2 separate regions of the Triticum aestivum genome follow, and region 2 is linked to region 1. A link is a contact called in public Hi-C data. All regions are on one chromosome and are shown on one strand. The core of a region is the stretch at or near the end of the contact, and the rest is flanking DNA. Distances in the headings are between cores, read along the strand shown.

What was found. A called contact is a pair of places that touch in the nucleus more often than the background predicts.
Region 2: a contact with region 1 is called in a Hi-C map of leaf, with 5 times the contacts expected there. The contact joins the promoter of LOC123103461 here to the promoter of LOC123103459 in region 1. A contact is called at or near these places in 3 of 5 Hi-C or Micro-C datasets (all in leaf).

Annotation. Positions count from the first base shown.
Region 1 is chr5A:377,063,346-377,068,106 of IWGSC CS RefSeq v2.1, forward strand. LOC123103459 (two pore potassium channel c) reads right to left here and starts at 2,015. Exons shown (of 2, transcript XM_044525055.1): 1 at 564-2,015. The coding sequence starts at 1,747.
Region 2 is chr5A:377,214,070-377,218,857 of IWGSC CS RefSeq v2.1, forward strand. LOC123103461 (transcription initiation factor TFIID subunit 15) reads right to left here and starts at 2,291. Exons shown (of 8, transcript XM_044525057.1): 1 at 2,062-2,291; 2 at 1,124-1,240; 3 at 666-1,003; 4 at 373-570. The coding sequence starts at 1,240.

The DNA.
Region 1 (4,761 bases), core at 765-3,264:
AAAATGCAGGACAAAACAAATCATATATCAAGTACTAAGCTGAGTAAGAAAAATAAACCAAGTAGTATTAGTTTGAGCCATTATTTTACCGTTTCCAGATTTTATCTTTATGTTAAGCACAATACAACTGTTAGGAACACCCTATTGTAAAAAATAAGCCACAAAACCTATCGGCTCATTTGTGGACCGCAAAGAACACCCTATTGTAAAAAATAAGGCACAAAACCTATCAGCTCATTTGTGGAAATTATAACAGTATGTCAGCTACTGCTAATAATATACCTACTGTCCACTAGCTGGCATCAAGATATTCTGTGACTTGTGAGTTGAGGTATGACTATACTGTTACTGAATGCCAGAGCTTTTGATAATGTCATGATGTGCTGGTTTCCAACTGACACACATGTTGCTTACTATCCGCAAATCAAGTACCTAGTAAAGCATCTTTGCAGGGACGTAATACTTTCAGAATCGTTGTACATGCCAAATTGCCGAATGAAATTCAATAAGACGAATTGGTCAATGCAGGCATGAAAATAAGGTTTGATACCGCGATAACTTACGTGACATAGCCATTGTTGTCGATATCTGCAGCGAGAAACTCTGACACGGTCATGTCTCTGGACAGCACCCAGTTGGCCATGGCACGGTGCCTCTTGTCGATCCTCATCTCTGCCAAGTAGAGGAATGCCCGTGCCACGGCTAGTGTGGACACGAGGAGCCACCCAGAGGCAAAAAGGCGGCCCTGCAGTGTCCGGAACGCGTGATCGCCGTATCCGACCGTGGTCACCGACATCACTGCAAGGTACACGGCATCGAGCCAGCCCATGTTCTCCACCTTCCTGAGCACAGTGGCCCCAATGCCGACGCAGATGGCCACCACACCAAGCGCGAGGGCGACCTTCATGCGCACGCGCATTCGGCCCTTCTTGATGTCGAAGATGTAGTTGTGCCGGTGCTTGCGTGCAGAGCGGGGGTTCTTGATGGCGGTGATGAGGAGGTGCTCTTGGAGGTCGAGCACATAGGACACCATGCCAGAGAGGAGGATGTCGACGAAGCCGAAGCCGATGAGGACGAAGGATATGGCGAAGAGCTTGGCGGCAGGGCTGGCCGGGGTGATGTCCCCGTAGCCAATTGTGCAGAGCGTGACGATACAGAAGTAGAGGGCGTCGACGACGGGGTGGGTGGGCCCGGCGGAGGAGGTGAAGTTGGCCGGGAAGGCGGCGTAGAAGGAGACGCCGAGGGCGAGGTAGGCGAGCAGGAAGAGGAAGGCGTGCAGCACGATGGCCGGCCTCCGCGGCGGCGGGGGCGGGTTCTGGTGGTCGGCCTGGGCGGAGGCGGCGAGGACAGCGGCGCTGAGCGGCGCCATGGCAGGCGCGGTGCGGGAGCGGTGGAGGTTGGTGCGGCCGCTGATTAAATTGAAGAGCGAGGGCGTGGTGGGCTGGGGCTGGCCGTCCTCGTTGGAGGGTGGGGAGGAGGAGCAGGACGGGTGGTCGTAGTCGCGGAACGGGTCGGGGTGGGGGACGGAGATGCGGCGGTAGTGGCGCGCGGACTGCGGCGGGGGAGGGGGCGGCGGCGGCGGCGGCGGGTCGTGGGGCCCGAAGATGAGGCGGTCCTTGTAGGAGGAGGCCGGGGAGGGGCAGGGCGAGGAGGGCGGCGCGAGGTCGAAGTTGGAGAGCGTCGCGTGCTCCGGCAGCGGGTGGAGCGGCTGCGGCGCCGTGGTGGGGAGCAGCGGCTCCGTGTCCATGGCCGGACCGCCAAGGCCGGGGCTTTCTTCCCGGATTCCCGATGAATATCCCCGGGGATTCTTGATTCCTGCGTCCGGCGCGAGATTCGCCGGGATTCTGAGCGAGGGGGACGGGGCGCGATTCGGGTTCTTATTGCCGGGGCCGCCGGTGGGGACGAGGTGATTGAAGGTTGGAGGAGGAGGAGGGAGGCGGAGGCGGAGGCTGCGGGACGTTGGCGATGGCCACTTGACGACGGCGATGCCCCTATATTTCCGACTGCTAATTTTGTCCCGTTTCTCGGGCTTATATTAATTAATTAAATTGAGATCGGCTGATTTGTTTATGGACGATCGGTCTCGTGAGCGGCGGGAGACGGATCGACGATGATGCAACGCAATAATAGCGGGCGGAACAGGGAAGGGAAGGATGAGATGAGGGCACATCTCATCTTTGTCGCCGTCACTGTCAGCTAGGTTTTGGTTTGTGACCGTGGAAGCCGTTGGATCGAGTGTGTAAGCAACTGTTGAGGAATTGTCCCACGCGTTGGTATGGTCCCAACGTGCCCGGCTGTGTTTCTTCACAAACGATTTTGTATATACTTTCTGTGCACAAAACCTAAAATCGATACAAATTACGATGAATCAAAACAAAATGAAGAGCAATAGCAACAAGGATTCCTTATTAAAAGAAAAAAAGCATACACAAAAGCGTTTTTTAACTTTTAAAAAAATGAGGTTTTCAAGAATCATCGTCTTTGCTTCGTGTACTGTGACGGAGAATATCATACAAATATGGAAATTTGGAATTGTGGAGGCGTCCGGTACAACATCGCTTCTGCACCTTTGCAGCGCCACAGGTCTTGACATGGAAGTTACTTCATCTACGTGCCGAGTGCATATCCAGGTCCTTCCATCTCCTCGTGTTGAGTTGTTCGCAGAGGCCATGTGACCCAACATAAACGACGCCGCAAGAAACTAGCATCTCTTGCGGAGCAGGTTTTTCTGCTTGCTCGGTTATCTCGGATAGGGCTGGGCATATAACCCGAATCCGAATACACCGAAACCGAAAACTTCGGTGGTACATCCGGTTTGCATTTGGTGGAAACCGAACTTAGTCCGGTTAATTCGGGTCTATACCTCGGGTAACCGAGTGGACCGAAAACCGAGAAATACAGATGTCTGGCCTGCACGCCTGTTGCTATCAAGTGCTATCTGCCCAAGTGCACGAGTACCATGGTTGTATCGGGAAGAGGTGACCTTGACTCACTGGGTCAGCGTCGCTTTAAATTTGAGGTAATAGCACTGGGAGTCCCACAACTTTGTCCTAGATGTGACGATTTGGTCCAAAACTTGCAAAAGCCAACTATTGAGTCCCACAACTTGCACCCAATGTGCAAATTTAGTCCTAGCCAATCAGACGACGACAAGTGGAGCCTAGTCAGCAGAGCCGGTCAGCGCAGCACATTTTTCAATTACCCCCTGGCCTTTGCACTAATGAACCCGCCCTCCTCGCTGCTGCGCTCCTCGACTGTGCGCAACTGCTCCTCCTTCCAGGCGGTGTTGGTGGAGGACCCGGAGCCCGACGACAAGAAGTAGCAGGCGCCGGCGCAGGGCAGGGCGCTGCACCCGCACGGCCTCCAGCCGGGCGGCCCGCCCCACCCGGCCGAGCGATTCTGTTACCTCCACTGGGTCTCGGCCTCGGAGCTCTTGGAGAGGCCGGCGACGACGAGGCGCTTGATCTCGGAGACGTCGAGGCAGCAGAGGAACCTGGAGGCCCCGGCGTCGGAGACGGAGAGCTCGCGCCCCGGGGAGAGCAGCCCCGCGCGGGACGCGCAGGCGAGGTCGCCGGAGCCGGACGAGCAGGAGGTGGACGAGGAGGAGGTGGCGGTGTCATCGCCGGCGCAGGACTTGGCGCAGCTGGGAATGTAGTCGCGGAGCATCTCGGCGACGTCGCGGTACCGGCGGAGCGTGAGCAGCGCGCGCGCCCGGAGCTCGAGCGCGGCCTCCATGCGCGGCGACATCTCCAGCACCGCGCCGACCAGGCCGAGCGCGGCCGCCGCGGAGGAGTCATCCCCGCCGTCGCCGTCCCGCGCCGCCGCGGCCGCGAGAGCCGCCCGCGCCTCGCCGATGTACCCGTTGATCACCTGCCGCGCACAACCGCCATGGAAACAAGCAGCCATCAGATCCGGGCCTCAAGGTCAGAGAATTCAAGCTGCCCCCTCCCTTCCTCAGACCACCATCAGATTCTCAGATTCCGGTGAAGAAAAAACAGAGTCTTTTCCATCCCTCCTCCCTCGTCAGAACCAGAATGGACATTAATGAAGCAGACTCGGAAGAGAACAAAACAAGAATTGAAGGATCGTCAATGGAGGATGGACGAGACGCGGTGACGCATGGCATGCACCGCGCCATCTGGACAGCGCAGCAGGCAGAGGCCAAGGCCCGGAGATTGACCCCTCGCGCAAAGTCCAAATCGCGCCATCCCTATCCGCCGAACGGAGCAGCATTGAAGAGCACGAACCTTTCTGTTGCCGCGGCGCCACTTGTTGGCCCTCCTCGCCGGCTCCGGAGCGGGAGACGACACCGCCATGGCAGCCTCCGCGCATCAACCAACCTGCAGCCTCCGCGCACGGCAGGTGAGCGAGCTAGGCACGGGAGGAAGAGAGAGAGAGGAGGCGGATATATGGGTGGAGATCGGGGGAGAGGGAGGGGGGAGGGGGGAGAGGAATCCTGTGACTTCGCTGCGCCCCGGAAATGGAGCTGAATATATACGGGAGAGAGATGGAGATTGCCAGCTGCGCTGCGCTGCGCGCCGTCGAGGTTGCTTGCTCGAGCGGACTGCTTTCTTTCCTCCTATCTCCCGGTGCATATACTCCTACGTACATAGAACGTACGTAGACTACCAAGATTTGCTTGCTTGCTTGCTCCTCATGGCGCCCGCGTCTTCCTGCATGGACGGAGGCGACCGCGACGTACGTCCACCCGCCCGTTCCTCGCACGAGCGAGCCTCACTGCCCGTCACCGATGTCGCCGCC
Region 2 (4,788 bases), core at 1,041-3,540, 150 kb after region 1:
GATGAAGCAAACTTAGCCTGTAACAAGGATAATAAAACATGTGATAACCATTCTAAAATCATTTGCCACCAAAACAGCCACCAATTTTTTTAAATAGTAAGATGGGTACTCCCAGTTTCACAAAATATAAGGCACATAAATGCTGTCCTAAGTCAAATGACCAAGTTCGTAGAAAAAATATCAAACATCTAAAATACCAAATCAACAGATGTCAATATTTCTTTTTCTATACCACAAAATTAGTCAAACTTTTTTTTAAAACAACTCAGGACATTAATTTTGGGAAGGAGGGAGTACAAATGGAGGTGTAAAGACAAAGTAATAAAGAGGCATATCAAAGCAATGGAATAAAAAATATTTAGATGTCCTTACATCGTACATGGCCAATCATTAGGACCAAACAGCCCAGGGGGACCACCAACAGCAGCAGCAGCACGACTGCCTCTTGCATCATCACTACCACGACCTCTACCCCTACCACCACCACCACCAGATCCACTAACACCAGCAGGGCGAGAGGCTCCACAACGATTACAAACACCACGGAAGGCAAAGTTTACATTGCCACAGCTGAAAAAAGAAATCATATAAGAAAGGATAGACTGCATAGTAAAGACCAAACTAGTCAACAACAACAGAAAAGTTGCTCACCAATCGTAACAGACCTTGTATTTGGACACATCCAATCTCCATCTTGCTGCCAAGCTTTTGCTGGACCATCACCACGCCCTCTACCTCTGCCTGATCCGTTATCCAATTCATCTTGTCCAACAATCTCAGCATCGACGCTCACATTGGTGAAGTTATCAACTGTATCTTTGTTTTTTGACTCAGCTATGTGAACCTGGATGATGCTTCCATGGAAATCCTTATTATTGAACCATTCCACAGCAGCTGAAGCAGCATGGGGATCTTCATATGTGACTGTTGCATCACCCTTTGGTTCATTTGTAACTTTGTCCCTGTATATCCAAATCTTTGGGTGGCCAGTCCTTTTGTCCTTCTGTTGAGATATGAGAAGAGGAAATGACAAATCTATCATGAAATGGAATTAACAAGGGTTTACAAGACCATTCAAGAACTTGCATGTGGTTGCGAAAATGTTACCTGGTAAGACCCATACCTTTAGCAACCCTATGGTGCCAAAATATTCAGCCAACATGGTCTCATCAGTTCCAGGAGGCAGATTGCATACATAAATAGAGCCATTTGGGGGTCCTCGTGACATATATCCAGCCATCTGTAACACAAAGGTCAGCTGTGGATGATCAGTGCAATTCCTCAAAGCATGTTTTTCGAAACAACATCACAAGCACAAAAGTGCAAATGCCAAAACTAGCAACAAGAATAACAGAGTAGGCCCGCGAGTAAAACAGGAAGAAGATAAGGAGGATAAGCCATGGATTAACATATCATAAGCTTGCAAAAAGGCTACGCGTAATGTTAAGTGACTGTTCAGCATGGTGAACTTAAGTGTCGAACAACCATCCATTATTGTTCAAATTCAGTTTGAGGGGGGCTGCTTTGCACACAACAGGTAAAAATGAAGGAATTCTTAGTTGCAAAAATTGACACATAACTTATTGATTTGTGATGTTACAGCATTTCAGCAGAAAACTTGCAGAGGATAGATACTCCATCACCATTTCAAGATGGATGCACATCAAGAGCTACCAATTTGACACGTCTACTTATCAGCGGTAAATGCAATGGCAATTGCAGATATTTAACCAGCCGTACAAAGGATGGGCCCAAAATACAGTTCAAAGTTAACAGCAATAGATCTCTTTCAGCGCAACATTTCAAACAACAAACAGCTGAAAAATTAGTCGGGCGTGAACAGCCAAAGACTGACACGGAGCATCAGAACACCGTGACTACAACTGGATCACAGTCGAGGACCTCGATAAAAACTTGACCGGCGTCAGAAATCCAACGGGTAACACATGCGAGTGGCAAGCATAGGACGTAACTAGAACCCCATCGATGAGGCAGGAATCCCGTAAATTTCCTCGCCGCGCGACAAACAGCAGTGAGCGGGAGGGGGCGGCGGAGGTTTACCTAGTCCAGGATGAGCCGAGGCGGACAGCGCGTACCGAGAGTATGCGAGGAAGGCCGTGCGCCTCGTGCTCTGCCGACGCGAACACGGCGGCGGCCGCGTGGGTGAGGAGCCGCGGCGGCCGCGTGGGTGAGGAGCCGCGGCGGCGCTAGGTTTGGGCGGATCTCGGCGCTCTCTGCGTGCTTGGGGATGACGTTTCGTGCGGGATGGGCAGACGCAATTAGGGAGAGAGCAGGGCAGGCTGAGATGCTGGGCTTCTGGGCTGTCAACGATTGTAAGTTGGGCTGTAAAGAAGTGGGCTAAATTCGGTTAGATCGGTTAATTGTTCCCCTGGATACCAGAAGACGAACTCGAGAAAAGAAAAAAAACTAAAGAATGGTCGTCACGGGAGAGCAATTAATTGAGGAGCACTCCTTCACGAACCTTCCAACGATCACTTGGGTGGACTGAGAGCGCATCACTTGGCGTACTCTCAGCAGCCGCCGCCATGTGTCCCCTATAGGCACTCCCTTCAGATTTTTTTATTTTTCCGCATGAGTTTCGGATTTTTAGATTTTTTGTCGGCTTTTCGGTTTTACACCGGTCTTTCTTAGTTTTTCGACAAAAAAATTGAAAAAGAATTGCTTGAAAGAATGCGTTTATTTTTTTTCCTTCCGTAAGAGTCACGATTTTGCTTCTGCGAGATGCATTGTGCCTCTCGAAAACAGAAAAAAAAAATTATGTTTTCTTTTCTTCTCTTTTCGTGAGAGGCATGCAAGAGGCCTGGTTTTGCTTTCGCGAGAGCCACAGTCGTGCCTCTCGAAAATGAAAAAAACATGTTTTCTCTTCTTTTTTTTCTTTTCTGAGAGGCGCGGTTTTGCTTCCGTGCCGTGCTTCTCGAAAACGGACAAAAATGTGTTTTATTTTTTTTCCTTTCGTGAGAGACACGGTTTTGCTTCCGTAAGAGGCACGATCGTGCCTCTCGGAAATGAAAAAAAATATGTGTTTTTTTTCTTTCGTGAGAGGCATGATTTTGCTTCCGCGAGAGGCATGATTGTGCCTCTCGGAAAGGAAAAAAAAATGTGTTCTCAGTTTGGTTTTTTTATCTAGTTTTTTTATCAAAAAATGTTAGTCAAAATCTATCAACATAGGATCTAGTTTGAAATGTGTGGACACAAGGAATCAAACGCTAAAAACGATTCGAGATTTGGACACATAGTTCAAGAGATAAAATATTTTGAATAAATGGATCTACGAAAAAAAGAAACTCCTAAATTACGACAAGTGGTGTACATGCAGTGTTTCATATGTCGCAACCTGGGAAGGTAAGAATGATCTTTAGAAGGAATACTCCTCAATTAGTGATTTCGCGGTCACGGGTGCCCCTATTTGCCGCGGTATGCGCCGGGAGACGGATGTGCGCGCACCCCGCTCCCCCCCCCCCACGGCCCATTTGGGCCGGCCAATGAGCGGAGGCAGAGCGCCCCCAATTTTCTTCTTTTGTTTATTTCTTCTCTTTTGTTTTTTAATTATTTGTGATTTCAAAAAGTTCCAAAATTCACCAACAAATGCCCCTCGATTCAAATAATATTTATGAATTTAAAAAATATTCATGATTTCAAAAAATGTTCCTGAATTTGGATATTGATGAACATTTTTATCAGATGAACAAAATTTTGAATTTGATGAACATTTTTTGAACTTGATGAAAAAATTCTCGATTCAAGAACATTTTTTTAAAAAAAACGGATAGACGTTCATAAAAATGGACGAATATTTTTTGAATTTGATGAATATTTTTAAAAATTATGGTGAAACAATTTTGAATACGATGAACATTTTTCATTTTTTTGAACTTGATGAACATTTTCTCAATTCAACAACACTTTTTGAAAATAGGATAAACTTTTTGAAAAGTGTATGAGCATTTTTCAAAATTATGGTGAACAAATTTTGAATCCGCTATTTTTTAATTGCATGAACATTTTTTGAATTCAGTGAACAAAAAATGTTCACAATTTTAAAAAATTGTTTATGAAAACGAGAAAAAAAGGGAAATGAAGAGGAAGAAAAATAGGAAAAGAAAAGAAACTAGAACGATAAAAGAAATGAAGAGGCAAAAAGGAAAAAAAGGAAAATTGAAAAATAAGAAAAAACCGGAAAAAAATCAGTTTGGGAAGGTTCAAATCGAACATGAACTACCCGGGCCGGGCCACGTATACGCAGCTGGGCATGGGGGAGGAGGGGTACGCGTGCTGTCGCTTGGCGGCGACCTACACGCCGAAGCTATTTTCTAAAAATATTATATTTTTTAATTAATTTATACAAATATTACGCCTATGTTTTTATTTTAAGAAATAATACACCATCGGCCTGTTGCTGGCTGACTGGGCCAATCGACCTGCCTGCAGCAGGCCGATGGTGTATTATTTTTAAAAATAAAAATATCAGCGTAATATTTATGCAAATTAATTAAAAAATGTATTATTTTAAAAAAAATAGCCATGCCGAATAAGAGCTGCCAGTGGTCACCTTATATAAGGGGCTAGGCGAAAGGTGATCCACGAGGAATTTTTCTCCTGGTAATAAGTGTCTCATTTATATTATAAAGATCATAATACAAATTAGTACACATCAGAATGAAAAAACTGAAAAATATAGTAAATGCTAGCATTTGCATAAAGGAAGTCAAGCCAAGAAGAAAAAAGATACCAAGGCTAAAAAATCATTTGAACTTGACACCAACGCCC